Regions from separate parts of the Gossypium hirsutum genome. Here region 2 is linked to region 1. Evidence: chromatin contacts called from public Hi-C data. All regions are on one chromosome and are shown on one strand. The core of a region is the stretch at or near the end of the contact, and the rest is flanking DNA. Distances in the headings are between cores, read along the strand shown. Region 1 has its middle 28 kb from the start of LOC121229122. Region 2 has its middle 11 kb from the start of LOC107897311.

The links. A called contact is a pair of places that touch in the nucleus more often than the background predicts.
Region 2: a contact with region 1 is called in a Hi-C map of leaf, with 1.6 times the contacts expected there. The contact joins two enhancer-like sites. A contact is called at or near these places in 6 of 34 Hi-C or Micro-C datasets (all in leaf).

The regions. Positions count from the first base shown.
Region 1 is chrA05:41,669,704-41,674,111 of Gossypium_hirsutum_v2.1, reverse strand. No RefSeq gene overlaps it. Among protein-coding and RNA genes, the nearest start is that of LOC121229122, 28 kb to the right of the region's middle. Within about 2 kb of position 2,616, at least 7 of the 9 cell types and tissues checked have an H3K27ac peak or open chromatin away from gene starts, as enhancers often do. A contact at or near this core is called in leaf, where this site is marked.
Region 2 is chrA05:41,735,065-41,739,774 of Gossypium_hirsutum_v2.1, reverse strand. No RefSeq gene overlaps it. Among protein-coding and RNA genes, the nearest start is that of LOC107897311, 11 kb to the left of the region's middle. Within about 2 kb of position 3,439, at least 9 of the 9 cell types and tissues checked have an H3K27ac peak or open chromatin away from gene starts, as enhancers often do. A contact at or near this core is called in leaf, where this site is marked.

The DNA of each region.
Region 1 (4,408 bases), core at 1,367-3,866:
AAAGGAAACGTTTGATGCTTGGCAATTCGGAGAATTGTGCCCTATCGTGCTGGGTTGCAATTTTCTGTTTGTTCAAAATAATCGGACGTCCCTTTTGAATTTCACTCATATTTTCTAAATCCTAAAACAAAGCAATGCCCAATGTTTGGAAGTTCGAAGAATCGTGCCCTACCGCGCTGGGTTTCGTTTTTTTTGTTGAACTAAATAATTGGACATCCTTTTGTAATTTTCGGGGTACAAATTTTGAAAGTCAAGATTTATCGTGTTCCCAAGGGAATAAAGTATCATGTCCTATCGTGTTGGATATGATGCTTTATTCCTTCGAGGCAAGAGAATTTTGACGACCAACTTGAGCTATTCAATTTTTTTTTAAAAAGAATCATATTTCAAAATATTTTCAAACCTCAGACATAAGGACAGTACTTAATCAATTTGGTACTAATTTTGGGCATAGTGAGGGTGCTAATCCTTCCTCATACGTAACCGGCTCCCGAACTCGTTTTCTCAAATTCATGTAGGCCAAAATTGACTTAAATGGAATAAAATATTTTATCAGGTGAGCCAATCACACCTAAAACAAAAGATTGGTGACGACTCCATATTTTGTTTTCAAAAAATCCATCCCCGTTTTTTAAAAAAAAATTAGTTTCGAAAGAACAATGTGTAGACCATTGTAGACAGCATCGATTTTAGTGCCATTTAGGGTTATGGAAGGAAGGAGAAAAAAAACAAAAGCAAAAAAAGAAGGGATGGAAAATAAAGAAACAGAAGGAAGACCAAAGTTAAAAGAAAAAAATATTTGAAAAAAGTACAGGGACTACCAGTTTGACCCAAAATTAAAATCTTATAGCTAAAATTAACATGTCAATAACATAATAAATCGATAATCTTATCCATCATATATATAATAATTTTTTAGATTGGACAATTAAAATGTAAATTTATGGAAACAAAAGTCATTACTTTTATATTTTTTAAAAAAAATAATGGTTTTTTTCCTAATTTGGTTAACAATATATTCATAACAATTTCTCAATTTTTATATTTTTTTTATCAATTTAACTCTAATTCTATATAAAAAATTAAAATTCTTTTTAAAATTTATATAGAATTTTTTTATTAAAATTTATATAGAATTTTTTTTAAAAAAAATTATTTAGCCAATGTGACATTTTAATAAATAAAAATTAAGTTTAGTTTTTGCTGTCACCCCTTACTCTTTCTCCCTTTGTACTCCATCTTCTTCGATTTGTTTCTTGCCTCTTCCCCATCAGAGTTTTGAGGAATTTTTTAACTTGTGGGTTTTGATGGATTTCAAGCATTGATAAAAAAGGAAATAAAATCATTTTAACTTGAACACGATTAGTTCCTATTTGCTGTGAGTTTGGAGAGAAATTCTTTTCAAATAAAATAATTTTAAATACTGTAAATGATAGAGAAGTTTGAAGGTTGGAGATGGACCCTCAAAATGCACCAATCAGATCCCATTAAGACGACAAGCCATATCAGTCTGAACCATCCCAACATGGTAATGCTTTCCTTGATGCCCTTGATTACATAAAGTAGACTGACTCGATGAAGGTTCAAACAAAGTCGGTGAATGGTCTTGCGGTGTGAGACTAGTGACGGGTTTAAGTTGTGGATACATGTCTGTTTGGTAGGTTTAGATTCGATTCAGTTTAAAAAAATAGACTTAAAATTTTATTTAAGTTCAACTTAGATAAAAATATTAAAATTTGGATTTGGTCCAACTCGTCCGTATTAATGCATTTTATATTATTTTTATATAAAAATTTAAAAATATAAACATTAAAAACATTAAATAATGTTTCACAATAAATTAAAAATAAATTAAAAAAATTATAATTAAATAACACTTAGATAAGTACAACTTAATAAGTAAATACCTCTAAAATAGTAGAAAAATTAATAATAAAATAAGAGTTAGACAATATCCGAACAATAACAATCTAATAATAAAATAGAAGCAAAACAGTGACAAAATAGCATAATTTTTTTTTTGTAAATTCGGACCAAGATAAAAAAACCTTACTCAAGACCTAAAAATGGGCCTTATTTTTTTTCAAACCCATGTTTCGAGTCTATATTTTTACTCAAACCTTCTCATTTTTCAAGCGAGTCTTTGGGTCAAGTAGATCTAATTTAAAGTGACTTGAAGGGTTCAAAAATTGTTGGTGTTCTCTTACTTTTACCACAATCTATGCAAAGAAAAAAAAGGTTTTCTCTTGTCCTTCTTGTTCCTATTATATATGAAGTGCATTGGGGGATTCGTAGAAGAAAAAGTAGGAAAGAAAGGAGAGGAAAACCTTTTGGTGATTCTGAAAGATTTTGGCCCGGAGATTCTGGCGTGGAGCAATGGAGGCTACTGGGGTTCTATATAAATTTTAGAATTGATATGGAATAATTAGTGCAACGGTCTTATGTTTAAAATTCTGTTAATTTTCTATTAATCCTTTGTTTAGTTATCATTAGAACAAAACGATGTGTTTTGGGTAATAGTATTAGTAAAACGGTGCGTATAAAGGGCACGTCAAAAACGATTTATTTGAGGATATAACTGTTTAGTTAAACGGTGCGGATTGGACAACTATTGCTCGACGTGACAGGTTGTCATTCCTAAGCCGCTATTTGCTTTTATATTGACCAATCAACATAAGGAATGGCAGTTATGAGAAATACACAGTTTTTCTTCTTCATTTCTCTTCTCTTCTATCTGCTATTTCTTCCTTTCATTTTTCTGTTTCAAATATTCTACCGTATCAAAAGTATCAAAGCCTGCGATCCACATGGCCACTGATGGAGTTACCATGCGTCAGCAGAAGGAAATAGGTTTGATGCAGCAGGAGTTGTTGCAGCTCAAAAAGGAGTTCACCCAACTTGATGCCAAAATCGATTCTCACCTCAAGGATTTTCATGAAGAGTTCAAATGCGAGCTTATATCCGAGCTCCATTCCTTCTTTTATCAATATTTGACTCAGGTTTCGGGACAAAACTCAAGTGGAGCACCAATAAGAGGAAAAGGAATCCTAGAGACACTGCCCCCCCGGGTTTCCACCTAAGGATAACTTGGTTATGTCTCCTACTGTTGATTTGGGGCACCTGGGTGTCCATTCTCTAGCGATATCGATGGATACATTGGGTAGATCTTTCCAGTGGGGTTTTCCTCGATTCGATGGTGAAGATTTCCAAGGTTGGTGGTCCAAACTCGAGCAATTTTTTGAGCCAGATGTTTGGACCCTATGACTGAGTAGCTGGCTTGAAAGATCCGAGGCTTGAAAGATCGCTTTGGTGTTGCCAGATGTTTGGACCCTATGACTGAGTTGGTGGCTTTCAAACAGGTTAGTATAGTGGACTAGTATCATGATAATTTTGTGAGTCTCCTCAACCAGTTACATTTACTTGAGAGCTATGCCTTAAGCATTTTTATTTACAATCTTCAACCTGAGATTGAAAAATACTTAAGGTTGTTTAAGCCCACTACTCTGGTGGAAGGATATATACTTGCTCGAAAAATGGAAGAAATTGTTGGTAGTACCTTTAAAAAACCAAGTTCTTTTGGGGGCACCTCTGGTTATTCGAGGACACTGTTTTCCACTAGCAAGGGACATAGTCACAACACTGTTAGTAGCTTCTCGAGCCCAAGGACTCATCATATCGCGTCCCCAAACCATAAGTTACCTACAAAAGCTCTTTCTCAAACTGAGATGGATGAGAGAAGAAGGAAAGGGTTGTGCTTTTGATGTACAACCAAATACACACTAGGGTACAAATGCAATAGATCCCAGCTGTATCAGCTAGTGATAGACGTCATCTAGAGCACAATTTTGAGCATAGGAGTCCTACCTCAGAGGAGTTCCAGGATTGCCTTGAGAAACTGGACACCTTGGAAAATGAGAGTGATACTGTTGCACCAGTCCTATCTTTGCAATGGATCCTAAGGCCACAACACCATGCAATTTCTGCCACGATAGACAAAGCGGAAATTGTTATTCTGGTGGACTATGGTAGCACCCACAATTTTGTGGATTCGAGGTAGTTGAAGAGATTTAAACTTGCAATAGACAACTCTTTGTGTCACATTCTGGAAATCGGGTCGGTAGTGTAGGCATTAAATTATAGATTAGAAATAGGTAAAATAAAAAACACGTTAGTAATTAGGACAAAATAGGAATAGAAGCTAAACTAGAGAACTTAAATAGGTAATTTATGATTAATGATTAGTGGGGGATTTATTAAAACAAGGGTAGAATTAGGAGGGATCTATAGTATAAATAAACCAATTTTAATTAATGGATTTGGCTGTAAAAGCCAACACTGCTCATTTTCTTCCCCACGTTTGCACATTTTCTTCATTTCAAAAATTTGTTGCGTCTGGTAGTTGGTTTGC
Region 2 (4,710 bases), core at 2,190-4,689, 65 kb before region 1:
AAGATGGCATGAAAGTCGCCATTACCCGGAGCTTTTAAGGGAGCCATGTCAAACATAGCTCTCTTAATTTCATCATCAGTGACTACTTTTTCTAAAAAGTCAATATCGGTAGAAACAAGTTGGGGAAACCTGCTAGGAGTCAAAGATCTCATGAGGCCAGGATCTTCCCGTATAATTTTTGGAAAAAATTAGAAGCTTCCAATTCGATGGCCTCAGAATCAAACAACCAATCACCAAGGGAGTTACGGATGGCAGAAATACAGTTTTTTTCGTCGCTGCAAAGTGCGAGCATGAAAAAAACTTAGTGTTCCTATCCCCCAGATGTAACTAATCGCATTGAGTCTTTTGCTTCCAGAGAAGCTCCTCATGATGTAACACATTTTCCAACTCACGTTTTATCTCCATTTCAACCGGAGCCAAATGATTAGCACCTAAGAGATCTATCTTCCTCTGAACAGTCGACAACTTATGGATCAGGTTTCTCTTACGGGTAGTAGTATAGCCGTAAGTGGTCTTATTCCACTCTTTGAGATTTTCAGTGAACTTATCTAAAGAAACGGACATGTTCCTTTAAAAGTCTCACTATTTTCTCATGAGATTATCAAAATCAGGATGCTCAACCCAACCTGCTAAGAACCGAAACGGTCTTCCCTTATGCAAGGAAAAAATCAGATTGATGTTGAAGAGAAGAGGTCTGTGATCGGACTTAGGATGGGTTTGGATGGGCGATTGGGTACGGTGCGGTACGTTTAGTTTACTTTTTATCTCACGCTACAGTATCGCTACAGTATCTAATCTCACCCTTATCGCTATTTTTACACTAACCACAGATAAATGCACTGCCCATCCAAACCTACCTTTAATCATCAGAAGATGAGTAATTAAACTATTTGGAAAATAATTAACCCAAGCCTTATTTCCTGACGCACAATCTAATCTTTCAAACAGATTGCCCCTGTGCCGAGTAAAAGGATGTCCCCTAAACCCCAAATCATGAAGGTTAACCAAATCCACAAAATTACCAAAGTGAAGGCATCTTTTACCAGCTGAAAGGCCACCTGTTTTCTCATTTGAGGATAGAATAGCATTAAAATCACCGATCGCCATCCAAAGAGTTTACCCAACAAGAATGGTAGCTTTCAGATCATACCAAAGTTCTTTTCGCTTCTGGCGATTTGGACTCCCATAAACAAAACCAATCAAAATCAGATTTGGCGAAGAATTAGGCCAAACCCGAATAAGAATAAATTAGGGCTTATTTCATATAATCTCAACTCTAACATAATTATTCCAGCCAATCCAAATGCCCCCAGCATAACCAATAGCCTTCACACGGTGCTAGAACTGAAATCCCAAATGTGTAATAATTTTACCAGCTTTGGACCCACTAACTCTAGTTTCCAACAAGCAAATAATGCCTGGTCCATGCTCCATATTATATTCACGAAAAATGTGAGGAAATCTGGCATTGGCGCATCCTTGACAATTTCAAGAAAAAATCGAGAGATTCATAATTAATAAAAATAATAGTAAAATCATACCATTACTTTCGAGAATCGTTCAATCCACTAGGGTCAAATTCAACAAGCACTTCCATTTCAACTTCATTCGATAGATCAGAGGATATAAGCTTCACCACTTCTTTTATAGAATTAACTAAAGAAACCTGTGAATTTGCAGAAGTTTTGAATCGACTCCATCATCCCCTTAATACATTACTATTCTTGCGTCCTCCTTTAGTAATGCCAAATTTCTCATTACTTTTTCGGTCCTTATTTCCTGTATTACCTGCACTTATAGACTCAATAGAACGACCTTTAGACTGATCAGGGGAATTAGGAAAATTTTTAAAAGTGACAATAGAGTACTTCTAGCGATCTAAAATACTATCAGTCAATTGGACCTCAACCTCTATTGGATCTTCAAAAGCCAGGTTGAAATGTGCCTTAATGTCATCTGAATTGCTGGCTTGCAATTTGGATTCAAAATTGTTCCCAAAATTACCTATATCTGACAAAATAGTCCCAAATTCAAGGTTAGTTGAATTTAAATTAAAATTAGAAAGAACTTGGGGATTTTCGGCATTGGACGATGCAGGAGAAATCTGCTGATCACTAAGAGGCTTAGAAAGAAACGTAGGCCTATCTTGTTTCCCTACCGACCCATTAGCGTGACTGCCCGTGACCCCCAAAATCATAGGTGCACCGGAAGCATATTGATTTGCTTCAGTTGGATAAGCCTGCAAACAAAATCCATTTGGGTTTTCCTTAGAAAGCGGCCCAAGCAAAAACCTATTCGACCCATTATCATTCAAACTCTTTTTCCCCAAACTTTTCAGCCTTATTCTGTCAACTCCTTGGCCCGATTGGACTTCTCCCCCAATACGCACAACATCTAAATTGGTAGTCTTCTTTTGGGCTTCCGAATCAAGGCCCAAATTTTTAACAGATTTGTTATGTGGGTTAGTCAAAGATTTAAAGGTGTCTTCTTCCTTAGAATCAAGGGTAATCAAATTAATTTCCACCGCATGAAGATTCAATCCCCCTAAATCTTCCTTTGTCATCCCTTCTTCACCACCAGCCATCTTGCCCTCGTCATTAAGGACATCAAATCTGGAGCCTAATCTTCCTTTTCCAACAACCTTACCACTAGATTCTCGAGAATCCCTCGATCATCGTTGGATCTACACTCTACCAACATCCAAGGTTCGAAAGTTGGTTCAGACTCCTTCCCAAGTTCGCCCTTATTTTTGCTTGAACCACCGTCGGCCACCACCTTTTCATCATCTTTGCCCGACTTTTCTTTCGACAAAGAGCACAACTCCATCACATGCCCATATTTCCACAAGTAAAACAAACCGTTGGCAAGGCTTCATATTCCACCCGTTGAATTTCGCCATTAACACAAATCTAAGAGATGAGAGGCTTATCCAGGTTGATGAACACAGCCATCCTGGCGAATCTGCCCCCAGTTCTATTGTCGGTCTTAAAATCAATCTTAGTAACCTTACCAATTGTGCTTCCAATTGCCTCGAGAATCTCCGTTTTGTACATAAATCCCCGTAGCCCAGGAGCCTAATCCAAGCCATAACCACACTTGGGTATGGTTGAAGAGGAGAAAAGTCTTTTGTCCATGGCTGAACGGTCAAATATTGCCCAAAAATTATCCATGGTCCCTGTGTTAAAACTTTGCCATAATCCTCCTTGTTCTGAAATTTAGCTAAAAAAATACCCATTCTCAATATCTATTAATTGAAATGGTTGTATAGGCTTCCAAAGATTGCTAATCCGATTAAACAGAACACCATAGCTGATATTTTGGCCTAGTAGTTTCAATACTACTGTCGTCTCCATCTCTTTGTATAAGATTTCTTCGACTCGGTCGGAAAAGTCAATTGTCAGGATTCCATCAATGGTCCATCAAACCCCACAAATTCTTGACTAGCCCCAAAGAGTTTGTCTTTCCATGACGTTATCATATTCGAGGGTGGATCAGAGCCCACAGCCATATTTACAGAAACCCCGTCAAAACCATCTTTAAAACTTACTTTCTTAGTGTTGCGATCTTCAGATAACCGCAAATCACCGTCACCGTCACCGTCAACCACTTTCAGAGAGTTTTCCATAAAAAATACTTCTTTTAAAATGTGTTTTTTTTTGTATAATTTTGATCAAGCCTAAAGTCACAAGGTCATTTGTGGTTTGATTGAATTTATTATTTTTAAATGATCAGTGGGCTTGTAGATGTTAGTTTGGAATGGTTGGACTATTGGTTTAACTAGCCTAGTTTATTTTTTTATTTTGTCTATAACATACCAAAAGACTTTCTCTCTTTTCTATAACATACCAAAAGACTTTCTCTCTTTTTTCTTTTTTTTTTTGGTGATATTTCTAAATTCTCTAGTTTTTTAAATCATTAGGTAAAGCTAGGAGTAGTCAGTAGAGTTATGTATTTATTATAGCTAAATTTGACTTTTGAATCAGAAGCTTAAGTCTTGTAATTCTTTACTTTTTTTGAGCGATTTCCGAACTTAAAAATTTTATAAATTGTGTTATTGGTGATATATAATTTATAATTTTTATGTAGAGTCGGAAATCATTTCATAACGATAAGAGCATTACTTTTCTATCGAAATTTGTTCGTGTTGGTATCAATCTATTTTAGCATATTGATTTGAATTTATCAATATTTTATAAAAATATTTAATATATACATACAAATTTATTTACAAATATAAAATGAAAGAGAATAAATAAATTATATATAATTATCATTAAATTATTGATAAACTCCAAGTAAAAAACCATTATTTGAAAAATTCAAAATAAACGGGAAAAAGTCATCTCATACGTTAAAAAATAATAATAATAAAAGATTATCTACAACAAACTATCCCATACTAAACATATATGATAGAAGTTTCATAAAACTATATACAAGGTGTGTTCGTGAAGCTATTAGGATTATTGCCCTATTTTTTCGTTTCATTTATTACTTCTTTTTTATTTATTAATTTTTAATTTAAAATTTAAAGTAATAAACTTTAATAATTAAATTTTTTATTATTTATCATTATAAACAATAAAAAATAATTTCACATTTTTTTAACATTTTACTGTGTCAGTTAATGCACAATGTTTTTGTCAATACAATCAGAATTAAGTGAAACAAGTCAACGTGACTAGTGCAAACTAAAATGTTCATCAGTGT